Linked DNA regions of Sus scrofa: region 1 is linked to region 2. A link is a contact called in public HiChIP or PLAC-seq data. All regions are on one chromosome and are shown on one strand. The core of a region is the stretch at or near the end of the contact, and the rest is flanking DNA. Distances in the headings are between cores, read along the strand shown.

What was found. HiChIP or PLAC-seq counts read pairs in DNA pulled down with a chosen protein or histone mark.
Region 1: a contact with region 2 is called in an H3K27ac HiChIP or PLAC-seq map of alveolar macrophages. The contact joins two enhancer-like sites. A contact is called at or near these places in 4 of 47 Hi-C or Micro-C datasets (embryonic fibroblasts, fetal skeletal muscle, liver and 1 more) and 1 of 2 datasets of contacts at active chromatin or transcription factors (alveolar macrophages).

What each region holds. Positions count from the first base shown.
Region 1 is chr6:82,281,004-82,288,342 of Sscrofa11.1, forward strand. NCMAP (noncompact myelin-associated protein) reads left to right here. Exons shown (of 4, transcript XM_005665097.3): 4 at 1-2,884. Among named protein-coding and RNA genes, the nearest start is that of SRRM1, 25 kb to the right of the region's middle. Within about 2 kb of position 1,513, at least 10 of the 83 cell types and tissues checked have an H3K27ac peak or open chromatin away from gene starts, as enhancers often do. A contact at or near this core is called in alveolar macrophages, where this site is marked.
Region 2 is chr6:82,114,432-82,121,072 of Sscrofa11.1, forward strand. It overlaps NIPAL3 (NIPA-like protein 3), which reads left to right. Exons shown (of 12, transcript XM_003127700.6): 2 at 821-1,151. The coding sequence starts at 1,059. Among named protein-coding and RNA genes, the nearest start is that of NIPAL3, 6.2 kb to the left of the region's middle. Within about 2 kb of position 3,265, at least 3 of the 83 cell types and tissues checked have an H3K27ac peak or open chromatin away from gene starts, as enhancers often do. A contact at or near this core is called in alveolar macrophages, where this site is marked.

The DNA.
Region 1 (7,339 bases), core at 263-2,762, 160 kb after region 2:
AAGACCACGGAGCACATTTCTCCTCTGGCAGCTTCACTCTGAGTTGCTTCTGGTCAGGTCAACGGGGGCCTCTCTTATGCAATCCCTGATGCTTTAGGCAACCCTCAACCCCATCCTGTACTGCCCCACCCCCAACTGTGTCCATATTCCTCCTGCCACCCTTCCCAAAAGCTGTGGAATATTCTTTTGCCGTCTGATGAGGTGATAGAGCTATGATGGGGATCCACTGATGTGGGGTTTGGCTGTTCCCCTCCCCCAAGCACAATAGCTAGACAGACAGACAGGCAGAAGTCAGGGGGTGCTCCTGAGAGAGTCTGCCCTGGGGTCACATCAGAGGAAGGGCCACATCCACAGTTTTGCAGAGCAAATATTCAATCCCATAATCCAGCACAGGGGAACTAACTTGGATTAACTAATCAAAAAACCAATTTGTTAATTTATAACTTGTTCTGGTACTAAATGACTGCTGTTGAGCTCACGACAATTGGTCAGCACATTTTTCCTCTAGGAAAGTTTATGGGGGAGTTCCCAGGTGGTGCAGTGGGTTAAGGATCCAGCGTTGTCACTGCTATGGCACGAGTTCCCTCCCTGGCCCCGGAACTCCCTCATGCTACAGTGTGGCCAAGAATATTTTAAAGAAGAGAGAAAGAAAAAAGAAAAGAGGGAAAAACTGAATTATTCTCCAAAGGTGTCTACTTATTTAGTAGAGTCAGAGTAGAAGCATAGGGTGGACTTGAGGATTTCTGGTCTTGAGGCTGAAAGCTTGTTGCAGTGTTTGGGGGCCTGGACTGAGCCTCAGGACGGCTCAGGGCCCCTCCCTCTCCCCTGGAAGGCTGGTTTCACCTTGACTCAGTCTCCTTTCTCGGCTTCCCTCTATTTGGATTCTGAGCTATCCTCCATCTCCCGTTATCACCTTACCTCCAAGGTCCAAGTATTTGGAGGCTGATTAGATTACAGCTCTGTTTGTGTTACCTCTGCCCTTCCCAGTCACCTTGCAAAGATTCAGGATATATTCAAAGTACCACATTCACACACCATTTCTCTGGATGGGACTCATCTCTTTGACTCCTTCACCTGGAAAACAATCTAGCGAAAGGGTTGCAATTAAGAAGAACTGCCGCCCAAGCTCTACTTCCTGGTTGTGTGGCCTTGGAAGTGACTCAGCTCCCCCGTATTGTTTTCTAAGCATGAGACAGGAATAACATCTGCCCCACTGGGTGACTGTAACAAGTCAAGGACTTAGCAAAGCTGCTTGAATAGTGCCTGGCACCCAGTAGATGCTTTATAAATGGGAGCCAACATTATTATTATAAATTTCTTCTATTGCAAGATATACACTTGTTCCCATTTTAATGATTCTGAAATCAGAATATATCTTAAAATAGATGGGTCCATTAATGAGATTGTATTTTTTTTTCTCTCTCAAAACGCTGATTTGGAGTTCCTGTTGTGGTGCAGTGGTTAACAAATCGACTAGGAACCATGAGGTTGCATGTTCAATCCCTGGTCTTGCTCAATGGATTAAGGATCTGGTGTTGCTGTGAGCTGTGGTGTGGTTTGCAGACACAGCTCAGATCCTGCATTGCTGTGGCTCTGGTGTAAGCTGGCAGCTACGGCTCCGATTAGACCCCTAGCCTGGGAACCTCCATATGCTGCGGGAGCGGCTCAAGAAAAGGCAAAAAGACAAAAAACAAACAAACAAACAAAAAAACCGCTGATTTTTAAACAATTGTGCATTTTATGATTGAAGTCACCTTGGGAACAAGGCAATAAATCTGTATTCTATTATAGAAAGTGACGCATTCTTGGAGTTCCCGTTGTGGCTCAGTGGTAATGAACCCGACTGATATCCATGAGGATGTGGGTTTGATCTCTGGCTTCACTCTGTGGGTTAAGGATCCAGCGTTGTTGTGAGCTGTGGTGTAAGTCACAGATGCAGCTCAGATCTGGCATGGCTGTGGCTGTGGCATAGGCTGGCAGCTACAGCTCAGATTAGACCCCTAGCCTGGGAATTTCTATATGCCAAGGGTGTAGCCCTAAAAAGAAAAGAAAGAAAGAAAATTACACATTCTTATCATTTAATTGTAAATTCTAGGAACTGTAAATTCCTTCTTGGGGTAAGAAATCCCTTTTGAGAAAGTTGAAGGTCAGGAGATAAGGAGGCTGACCCAGGGTCACACGGCTCACGTCATCTCACTTAAAAAAAAAAAAAAAAAAAAGCTTACCTGAATAGGTCTGGAGAAATACTGACAAACTGTTTTTCCCCAGACATCTCTTCTCCCTCCTCTGTTGAACTATCCACCAGACACTTTGCAAGCTGCTTTCCCATGAGTTATCTCATGGGATTTATTTTTCCTGATAACCCTGGGAGGTTTTTTTTTTCCCCATTTGCCAAGAATTTTAAACCCAAAGAGAGAAAGCACTTGCCCAAAGTCTCCCAGCTAGTAAGTTGCAAAGACAAGACTCAAATCCAGGTCTCTTTGATTCAAAAGTCTTATATTCTTATTATACATTTAAATGCTTATTGCAGTGCCCTCTTCCCTAACCTCCTGGCTCAAAGGAAACAGATTCTTTTGCGAGCTGAACCAGAGGAAGACAGGCTTATCCCTGGGTCTGCGTGAGGTCAGGGGTGTAGTGTCCACACTGGAAGTGGGGCAAAGCCACTTTGGTAGCCTCCCTTGTGCTTCCATGGTTGTAGCCAAAGGGTCTCTTTTCTAAATCCATTCAAGCGCTAAGGATTCCTGCTTCATTCCCTTACCACTTAGGTCCAAGGAGCAAGGGGACAAAGCCATTGAAGGACTTAAGCCCCAAATACAGATGTTTCCCAAATGTATTCTGCTAAAAAAAAAAAAAAAAAAAATTGAGGTTGTTTGGAATGTTCTAGCCCTAAAACCAAACTCTTCTGTCCACCTTGGAATCTTCCTTGAATTACTGGAGAAATCATTCTCTATACTAAGTTCTTTTGCTAAATGAAAGTGTAGAAATGGATGGAAGAGGGGGAGGTAAAGAGAAAGGTTAGTGGTTTGTGTTTAACTAATAGAGATAACTCAATAAACAGCCTCTAAGGGCTCCTGGGTGCCAGTTGAGGCACTAGAAACACAGTAGTTCTGGTCCCTGCTCTCAAGGAGTCTGCAGCTGGCCTCCTGAGACAGGGATCTTGGGACCTAGTCATTATTTTGTTTCTGACAGGTGCCTTTCCTAACTGAGCAGAGGCTGCCTTATTTGGCCACTGAATCAATAAAAGATATTAAATGCTTACAGAAAAATGTCTAAAAATAAAAAAAGTTTAAATCTAACCTTTATGGAGTTGATTTCAATTAACTTTAGAGCTGACCAATACCTTTTCTAAAAACTTCTTTTCCCTGGCAATGCAAATAGGGTCCCCTGGGAAAGCCACAGCTGTTTCAAACATTGTGTTCCGGAGTTCCCGTTGTGGCTCATCAGAAACAAATCTGACTAGCATCCATGAGGATGCAGGTTTGATCCCTGGACTTGCTCAGTGAGTTAAGGATCTGGTGTTGCTGTGGCTGTGGTATAGGCCAGCAGCTATAGCTCTGATTTGATCCCTAGCCTGGGAACCTCCGTATGCTGTGGGTATGGCCCTAAAAAGACCAAACAAACAAACATCGAGTTCTCACTTCTGCAGAATGGTGAAAGAGGTGGACTGCCATCCGTGGACCTTGCTGTCTTGATGAAATACTGCAAAGGGAATCCAATTCGCAACAGGCTGAGACGCCAAGGTTTGGGGACTCCTGGCAGTGTAGGAAACACTAGAATGGAACCCAAATCACCAACAAGGATGATTACCATTAACTAAGCTCCTCCTGTGTGCCAGGCACATGATGGGCACCTTCTACCCCTCAGCTCCGTTAACCTTTACAGCTTCCACGCATAGCACCATCATTATTTCTGGCTTTTCTGGAGGAGGAAACAGGTGCAGGGAGGTGGCTTGTCCTTCCATGCTGCCATTTGTCCTTCTTTTGGTGATGTTGAGTTTATTTGACTGGTCTAATACTTAAATGGACACGATACAGATGAACAGGAGAAAAAAATTAATTCATATGCACCAAGGTCTCATAAAAATGGGACCCCCTGAAGTGACCACAGCAGGTTTTTTATGCAATATCATTTTCAGACAGTCATTTGTGAAGATTTAACAAAACAAAGGGGCTTGCACTTAGGGTAGCAGACTCATGAGGAAGTAACAATGTTTTGTTCCTACAGCTCTCTTAGCCTTGAATTCCCTAACTCTGCTGATAAGGGTGCTTTTTATCCTCCTGATGTAGGGGGGTTACCTTCACACGGGAGTTTGGTTTTGGTTTTTGTTTTTTGTTTTGCTTTTTAGGGCCGCACCGTGGCATATGGAGGTTCCCAGGCTAGGGGTCTAATCAGAGCTACAGCTGCTGACCTATGCCAGAGTCACAGCCACACCAGACCCAAGCTACGTCTGCGACCTACACCACAGCTCACGGCAACACTGGATCCTCAACCCACTGAGCCAGGCCAAGGATCGAACCCGCAACCTCATGTTTCCTAGTCGGATTTGTTTCCACTGCACCATGACGGGAACTCCCACATGGGAGATTTCTCTCACAGATATCCCACACATTTTCTTGTGATAGGAGGAAGTTCAGGGTGTTAGGGAAGCCTCTTGCTTGGGCTCCCAGCTCTGCCCAGAGGTTGGTGCTCAGAGAAGGCTCCATGGAAGAAACAGCATCTATTTTAAGAGAGAAAGACTGAGTAGGAGAGAGTGGGAGGAGAGGAAGGGATGAGAAGAGGAGAGTAAAGCTGGAGGGAGAAGCTGCAGCAGGGCAGATGGCCAAGGAAGCAGCAGGAGAAGGGTGAGGAAAAGAGAGAGGGGCTCCAGGGTAAAGGATCTTCAGTATTTCGTTGTTTGAAAGGCAATAGGGAGCCATGGAAGGTGCTGGAGCATGGAAGTGGCAAGATCAGATCTGTGCTTTAAGGAGATGAATCCTGCTGCAGTGTGCAGAATGGATGGGTGTGGGAGGGACTGGAGGCTGGGAGAACAATTTCCAGTCTATCGCAAGAAGTAACAGGAGCATCTGAGGATCTGTTCATTTTTAAATGCCTTTTCTGAATAGCCCTCTAATTGGGAAGTTTTGTTCTTTTCCTTTTTTAAAGTAGCTATTTGTGGGTGTGCAGTAACCCAACAAAAATGTCTCCAGGAATCGTCTTGGGCCCACTGGATGGGAGCACACAGCGGGGCATTGTGTCAGCTCTGTAGCCCTTTGTCCCAGGACACCCGTTCCCTGCACAGAAAATTTCCTGGCAAAGAAGCAAACTACTGTGGTTCAGTGTCAGATGAATCTACTGTCCAAGCCTGCAGGGCTCTGCCTGCCCACATTTGGGAGAAGCAGGTAAAAATAAGAATGACCTTCAGGTCTCTATTGACATGAAAGCCTCTGTCTGATGACAGACCATATATTAGTTGAGAGGGGCCCTTCCTGGCTCAAACTCAGTCTCTCGAGTGAATTTTACCTCGGTCTCCTGAAGCTTTTAAAGAATGCCGCAGTGCTGGGAGTTTCCTAGTGGTCCAGTGGTTCAGATCCAGAGCCTGCACCCCGGCAGCCTCGGTTCAATCTGAGATCCCATATCCAGCCACTAATTTATTCATTCTTTCTGGCCTCCAGTTCTTGCCATAGTAGGCTTTTGGGGTAAAAGAGATTAAAAAAAAAATTTAGTGTCTGAGCATTCACGACCTTTAAGGGAAGAATCTGTGAACTGGGCAGTTTGCTCTGCATAATGACCAGCAGAGGGGAAAAGGGGGTGTTGTTTGTTTTGTGTACTTGCTCCCCCCGCCCCCCACCAGTCCCCAGCAGAGATAGCTCCACCATCCCCTCCAATTCATGGCACTGTCATCTTTGGCCATATAGAGCCCCTTCTTAGTTTATGTTTTCCGTGGCAACTTGAATCCCCCAGTTTACTTTTCCACCACAGACATTCCCTTTATTTAATTTGCTTCATTAAAAACAAACAAGGAGGAGTTCTCCTGTGGCAGGTTAAGCATCCAATGTTGTTATTGTAGCAACTCAGGTCTTGGCTATGGCACAGGTTCAATCCCTGGCCTGGGAACTTTGACAGGCTGCAGATGCAGCCAGGAAAGAAAGAAATAAAGTGAAAAACAAACAAGCAAAAACTTTCCGCTGGCCATACAGTCCTCTTTAGGCCACCTCTCTGCTTCCCCTGATAGCAAAATTCTTCAAAAGTGCTGCCTGGGGAACAGTCTTGGGAACGATGCGGTGGGGAGAAAATGGAATGGAGGAGTGACCATAGGAGTGGACTGAGGGCTTGAGTAGAGTAAAACAGACCCCAGGGAAGTAGAAGGTTGAGGGCCAAGTGAAATTTCTGTCTCGGTCCCTCTGATCAGGTAAGTGGCCAAAGACCTGGGACCCCCAACTGGTAGTTGTCAGACTGTTGACCTGGGTGGCCTTGGGGCTGCTGGTGGCCAGATCTGCAGGAGGATTTCCATGGGGACAGCCATAGGCACTCAGAAGTGGGTTTCCACCAAGGACAGTCATGCCCATACCCATGGCCAAACTCAGGAGAGCATCTGGCATGGGCACACCCATAGTCACAGCCATGGATGTTCACAGGAGGATTTGTCCTATGGCCACTCCCATGACAGCCTCGCCCTCAGAGGACATGGACACGACCATGACACAGCCTATGCACAAGGGCCACAGTGCTGATCTCTGCAGCTCCATTTTTCTTCCTCTTCCATATTCGCGAGGAGCCCAGGCCCCCTGGCATCCCTCTCCACTCCAGACAGTACTCAGTTTTGTTTTGGGTGGGCTCCTGGGAGATGTCTTCCTGCCCCTAGTCCCTCTGCACCTGGAACCTCCTTCTCACCACCTTCTGTTTGCGAGATGATGGGGTCCTCGGGGAAACGGTCACCTCTCCTTGGGACACTTGGTGGGAGGATAGGCACAGACTCTTGATCCACACGGAAGTCACTGTCGTGAAAGACAAGAACCTCCTGCAAAGCAAGGGAGGGGGCAGGGCCTCAGAAGGCGAGAAGACAGAGCCCAGGGCTCAAAGACGGGCCAGGGAGACCTCAGAACTCGGAAGAGTCAAGTTCAGACCTGCATCTATTGGAGTCTGGCTGTTGACTGGCAGCAGCTTCACGGATGGTCTGGCCATGGCGCTTTCTTTTTAGGGGTTTCAGGGGCTGGAGATCCTGAACACAGTGACCATCCTGCTGCATGAAGTGACTCACGAAGTTGAGGGCTCTCCCTCACTGCTCCAGTGGCAATAGGGGCGCTGGGGGCGGGGTTCAACCTGTGGCCTCCTATCTCATGGGGGCACTGTGGGCAGTAAA
Region 2 (6,641 bases), core at 2,015-4,514:
TTCTTTCTTTCAAGTCCTGGAGAAGTAGCTATAGGCAGTGTTCTCTGTAGACGAGCCTATGGAAAGATAGGATTTAAGTTAGGAGATGATAGAAGGAAGCCAAGGAGACACATGCTCCCATCTGCAAAACAGAAACAGACCATGCACATGGAGAGCAGACTTGTGGTTGTCAGTGGGGAGAGGGGATGGACGTGGGGAGGAATTTGGGATTGGGAGAGGCAAACTCTTCCATTTAGAATGGATAAGCAATGAAGTCCTGCTGTGTAGCACGGGGAACTACATCCCTTCTCTTGGAATAGAACATGATGGAAGGTAGTATGAGAAAAAGAATATATATATGTCTGACTGGGTCACTGTGCTGTACAGCAGAAATTGACACAACATTGTAAATCGACTATACTCTAATAAAAATAAATAAATAAGTAAAGCAAAAAAAAAAAAAACTGAAAAAAAAAGAAGGCGGCAAAGGAGAAGAGGAAAGGGAATTTTTAAGGGCCAAGAGAAAAGGTTTTGAGATAGATGAACCATATCTTCATTGAGGGGCCAAGGCATGACGTAATTTTTAAAATAGCCTTGCTTCAGGAGTTCCTTCCGTGGCACAGTGGGTTAAGGATCCGGCGTTGTCTCTGCAGCCTCGGGTCGAGGAGGAGGCTCACCTATAATCCCTGTCCCGGGAACTTCCATATGTCGTGGGTGTGGCCAAAAAAAAAAAAAAAGGCTCACTTTTCATAGCAGTTTGTGCTTTGTCCTAATAGTATTCTCTTCTCAGGCTTGGAGTTTCCTTGTTTGTGCATTTTTAATGTTTTTCCCCACCCCCTAGAACACCGCAAGAATTGGGAACGTATCCCTGTCTGTCTGCCTGGGAAGAGACCTAGACACTGGCCCTTCTGTGAGTGAAGATGAGGAAACAGCTGTAAATCAACCAAAGGAAGCTTGCAGCGCTCTTTTGGCTTGAGAAGCGACGGCCGGTGGAAGGAGGTGAACCCCTGGTGGGAAGGATGGCTTAGCAGCCGCTCCAGCTCCTGAGCAGGCCTGGTGGGATGTGCCCTTAGGCCACTATGGACGGAGCCCACAGCGCAGCCCTGCAGCTGCAGCAGCTCCCACCCACGAGCAGCGCTGACCCCGTGAGTGAGGCTTCCTTCTCCTACAAGGCAAGAGCTTTTATTTGGGGGGTTTGGGCATTTTTTATTTTTCTAACAAGAAAGTAACACTGTGCAGCCTTGACTAACAGACGTGTCCAGGGTCTGCATGCTTATTGCTGGTAGAGACAAGCAGACCCTCCACACCAACAAGAGTGTGTGTAATAAAAATATTCATCAAAATACATCAAAATAGGGAGATCCCTGGAGTTCCCTGGTGGCCTCGTGGTTAAGGATCCAGTGTTGTCACTGTTATGGCTTGGGTCACAGCTATAGCGCAGGTTCAGTCTCTGGCCTGAGAACTTCCGCATGCACAGGCATGGCCAATAAAATAAATGAAAAATCAAAATTAAAAAATAGGGAATTCTGGAGTTCCCGTCATGGCGCAGTGATTAACGAATCCGACTAGGAACCATGAGGTTGCGGGTTCGATCCCTGGCCTTGCTCAGTGGGTTAAAGATCCGGCGTTGCCGTGAGCTGTGGTGTAGGTTGCAGACGCGGCTCGGATCCCGCGTTGGCTGTGGCTCTGGCATAGGCCAGCGGCTACAGCTCCAATTGGACCCCTAGCCTGGGAACCTCCATATGCTGCAGGAGAGGCCCAAGAAATGGCAAAAAGACAATAAATAAATAAATAAATAGTAGGGAATTCTGATGGACTAGTGGTTAGGACTCAGCACTTCCGCCTCTGCAGCCCAGGTTCAACCCCTGGTCTGGGAACTGAGATCCCATGTCAAGCCATTTCCCAAAATACATCAAAATAGGAAAGTAGAGATCTTTAACCCACTAACTGGGGCCAGGGATGGAACCCGCATCCTTGTGGATACTAGTTGGGTTCATAAGCCACGAAGCCACAACGGTAACTCCAAAGTAGAGAAATATTTTCAAAGGAATTCATTTCTACTTAGAAGATTTGATTTTTTTAAAAAATCACCTGCTCCATTACAACATACAGTTGTTCATATTTCAGTGTATTTCCTTCCTAGTCTTTTCCGGTTTTACAAATTTGGGATCAGATTGTACAGAAAGTTTGGTGTCTTGGTTGTTTTACTTAACCTCATTTGTGTACTAGTTCCCCGTGTCATTGAGTAGTGATTGCAAGCGTGCTTTCTGCTTGGTTGCCCAGTAATCCCTTGAGCTGCTGTATCAAAATTTGTTGGACCTTCCTCCCATCGTTGAATGTTTAGGTTGTTTGTAATCTGGGGTGACTGTATAGAGGGCTGCAGTGAACAGCCCAGAATGCGTGCCCCTTTGCTGTCTCTAAGAATTGGGTAGCCCCTTCCCATTGTGGTGCAGCAGAAACAAATCTGACTGGTAACCATGAGGTTGCAAGTTTGATCCCTGGCCTTGCTCAGTGGGTTAAGGATCCGGCATTGCTGTGAGCTGTGGAGTAGGTCACAGACATGCTCATATCTGATGTTGCTGTGACTGTGGTGTAGGCCGGCAGCTGTAGCTCCAATTTGACCCCTAGCCTGGAATCTCTGTATGCCACAGATGCAGCCCTAAAAAGCAAAAAAAAAAAAAAAAAAAAAAAAAAAAAAACCCACAAAGAATTGGTAGCCCTGTGAGAGGCGGTCTTTCCCCAACCAGTGAGGTCACAGATGCCAGAGCATCAGGAAAATGGAACATATAGTTGGTATAATTGGCCCCGTGGTGAATGGTGCCAAATAGCCAAACACAGAATCTAAGAAAATACAGAACGCTCTCCCTTATGATGTTTCTAATAAGTTTCTGTGTTAATCACAGATTTCATTCAGTTACTTATTACAGAAAGATTTTTGTCCCAAAGCAAAGATAAATGAGTTAGACTGACTGTACCAAGAACTTAAGAATTGAGGTGGCAGACAGGCAGCTGAACAAAGGGTGATAAGCTGACAAAGGGAAGAAGACCAGGCCTCAAATCCCTACTCTGCTGCTACCTAGCTAAGTGACCTTGGACCTAGGGCTTGGCTAACCCTCAGAGCTTCTGTTATGGGTCGGATGGTGGTAGTAAGACCTCCTTCCATCCCTTATCCCTCCAGGGATGCGGAGATCTGTAAAAAAGTGCCTAGCCCAGAGCTAGGATGCAGGAGGGGCTTGACTCACTGCTTGACTCAGAAATGTCCCATAGTTACAAACAGGAACAAATGAAGTTACCCAGAGCAGAAAGAAGCCTCGGGGTAGGGGAAGGGGGTTCTATGGGGAAGCTCTCTCCTTCCTCCTTGACTATGTTGTGGCTATTCTGGTTGCACGGAATAAAAATCCATTTCAGGGAAGCTGAAGCAGAAGGGAAAATTATCATAAGGCCACAGGACCCCAGGGGCGGGATGGGCAGTGGTGCCTGAAAGGTGCTAGAACTCTTACCCTCACCTGAAAAAGAAGGAGCAGATGATTGGCCCAGCTTGGGTCAGGTGTTGGCATTGGTCCAATCACTGGTGGCTGGGTTGGGGTCCCCCCCCACCAACCTCTGCAAAACAGCATGGTTTCTCATCCTCCACACTATGGGCTTGTGGCTGGGCAGGCTGCCCCAAAGTCATCTCTTACCTTTGGGGAAAACCTTAAGAGGCTCCAAGACCAGCTTGGTCAGGGTGCATTTGTTAAGAAATAAGCAGTTTGCTGTGAGTTGCAGCCCTGCCTTCTGCCCTACCCAGCAGGGAAGGGATTCTGATGTTACAACTTGGGCATCAGAATGTACAAAAACTTTGTATCTTGGTTGTTGGGGGAGGGTGGTCTGTGAAAGAGAGACAACAGGTTGAACTGCCCGGGAGGCAGCATCCCCACGGATCCCTGACACTGAAGGCTTTGCCTCAGCCTGCAAGCGTCAGGCCTCAGTTCTTCTATTTAGCAAATAGGCATGTCACCTGAGCACCTGCTGTGTCACCTGCCTGTGATGGGTGGGGCAGGAACTGTATGATAATTGAGATATCACCTCCCCGAAGAAATCTGGGAGGGAGGTGAGGAAGCCATTTCCACAAGTGACTATCTTCAGGACAGAATTTGGCTCCAAAAGAGAGATACAGCTGTTAAGAGCACAGCCTTTGGAATCAGAGAGACCTGGCTTCTGCTGCCAGCTCTGTCACTGCGGCGTGATAACTTGGTTTCCCTAATGCACTTCCTCTGCAGGTCAGTATTAAGTCCACCCCATGGGGTGGTCATGAGGATACCTGAATTTACAGATAAGGAAACCGAAGCTGCCAGCACCATCCCCTGTCTTGGGCCTGTGGAAATCCTACCCACCCTTCTAGCTCCAGCTCAGATATCCCCTTTTCCATGAAGCCTTTGTCAGTCTTCCTGGCAGGAAAATATAGGTCCTTTATCCACACTTTTATAGCCAATTCGCAGTTGCTGTGATCATCACCATCATCATCATAGCAGCTAACAGTAGCTGTGTTTATTGCGACAGGGACTGTGTTAATCCTCGCAAAAGCCCCATAAGGTTGGTATTATGCTATCCCCATTTTACAAATGAGGAAACGCACAGAGAGGTTAATTAACTTGCCCAAGGTCACACCGTCAATGGGTAGTAAAACTGGAAGTTGAATCTAGTCTGTGCACTGCCAAAGGCCTTGGTTTTATCCACCCCTCCCTGCTGCCTACCTTGTGCCACCCTGCAGGGCCCCTTCTCTCCCCACACTGGTTAGTAAGTGTTGAAATGGCAGTCATGCAGAAGGTTATGCCTCACCTGATGAGGAAGGTAAACATCAGGGAAGCCAAGCCAGGTTACAGGTGTAGCTGAGCCTGTTAGCCAGCCTGTGGCATCCCTTGCATTTGAATATGCGTAACCCTCAAAGCAAGCCAGAATGCAGTTTATACTTACCTCTTAGTCGTTTTAAGCCCAAGGGACTGTGGAAAGTCAGTTTTAGTAGCAAGCGATGCCAGTTGTGTCACCATAGAATTTAAATAGGGGGCAGTTGTTGGTAGATGTAAAGCAGACAGTGGAGCAGATCTGAGCCAGGCTTTCCCACATCCAAGCAAGGTTTCCTGCCTCTGTGACCTCTGACTGCTTTTCTGAGAATGATTTCTTTTCTCTCAGAGTTGCAGCTAGTGAAAGATCACTTTTTGGGTCAGAGAACATTGGAGCCGGAAGGGTCCTTAGAGCTGTTGCTAATGATGATACAAATGAAAATTAGGGGAGTTCCTGTTGTGGCTCAGGGGGAACGAGCCCAGCTAGTATCCGTGAGGATGTGGGTTTGATGCCTGGCATCACTAAGTAGGTTAAGGATCCAGCATTGCCATGAGCTACAGTATAGGTCACAGATGTGGCTCGGATGTGGTGATGCTGTGGCTGTGGCTGGCAGCTGCAACTCTGATTTAACCCCTATCCCGGGAACTTACATATGCTGCAGGTGCAGCCCTAAAAAGACCAAAAAAAAAAAAAAAAAAAAAGGAAATTATGGAGTTCCCACTGTGGCTCAGTGGGTTGAGAGCCTGACATGGTGTCTGTGAGGATGCAGGTTTGATCCCGGGCCTCATTTACTGGGTTAAGGATACAGCATTGCCGCAAGTTGCCATGTAGATTGCCATGTACATTGCAGATGTGGCTCAGATGCATTGTTGCTGAAGCTGTGGCATAAGATTGCAGCTACAGCTCCGATTTGACCCCTAACCTGGGAACTTCCGTATAACACAGGTACAGCTGTAAAAAGAAAAAGAAAAAAGAAAATTATGAAAGTAATAATAGTAGCAGTTAGAATTGTTTTAATATTTATTACATATCAGGTGATATTTCATGTCAGGTGATATTTCAGCATGTCCCTTATTTCATATAATACGACAATCCTAGGAGGGTTTACAGTCAGCTCCATTTTTCAGAGGGGAAGCTGAGGCTCAGAGAGTTCAGGTAACCCCCTGAAGCCATACAGCAGGGAGTGGCAGAGGTAGGACTGCCAAGTCTATATGGCAAGCTGAAGCAGAGAGGGAAGTGACTTTGGGTTCACTGTCCCCTCCCCTTTGGTGTTTGGGCCCTGCCCTTTGGTGGGAGCACCCGTATTTCCTCCTGCATCTTTTTTTCTCCCATAAAGCAGAGAGTCACTGATCCCAAGGTCAAATCCCTCTTCTGGGTTAGTCGTCCACTTGGACTTAAGAGCACTTAACTTTTTTTTTTTTTTTTTTTTTTTTTTGCATTTTAGGGCTGCACCTGCGGCATATGGAAGTTCCGGGCCTGGGGTCGAATCGGAGCTGCAACTGCCAGCCTATACGACAGCCACAGCAATGCAGGATCCAAGCTGCGTCTGCAACCTACAGCACAGCTCACGGCAACACCGAATCCTTAACCTACTGAGCAAGGCCAGGGATTGAACCAGCATCCTCATTCGGATACTAGTTGGGTTCGTTATCACTGAGCCACAATGGGAGCTCCAGGAGCACTTAGCACTTTGAATAATGTTGATGAAAACACCAGGGATGGGTCCTCAGTGAAAAGTGGAGCGCGGTGGGATGGGAAAGCTCCCGGGGGTGTCCAGTGGTGGAGGCGCCCAGCGTCCTCCTTCTCCTCCTTCCCTGCCAGCAGACCTGGATGCCACCATC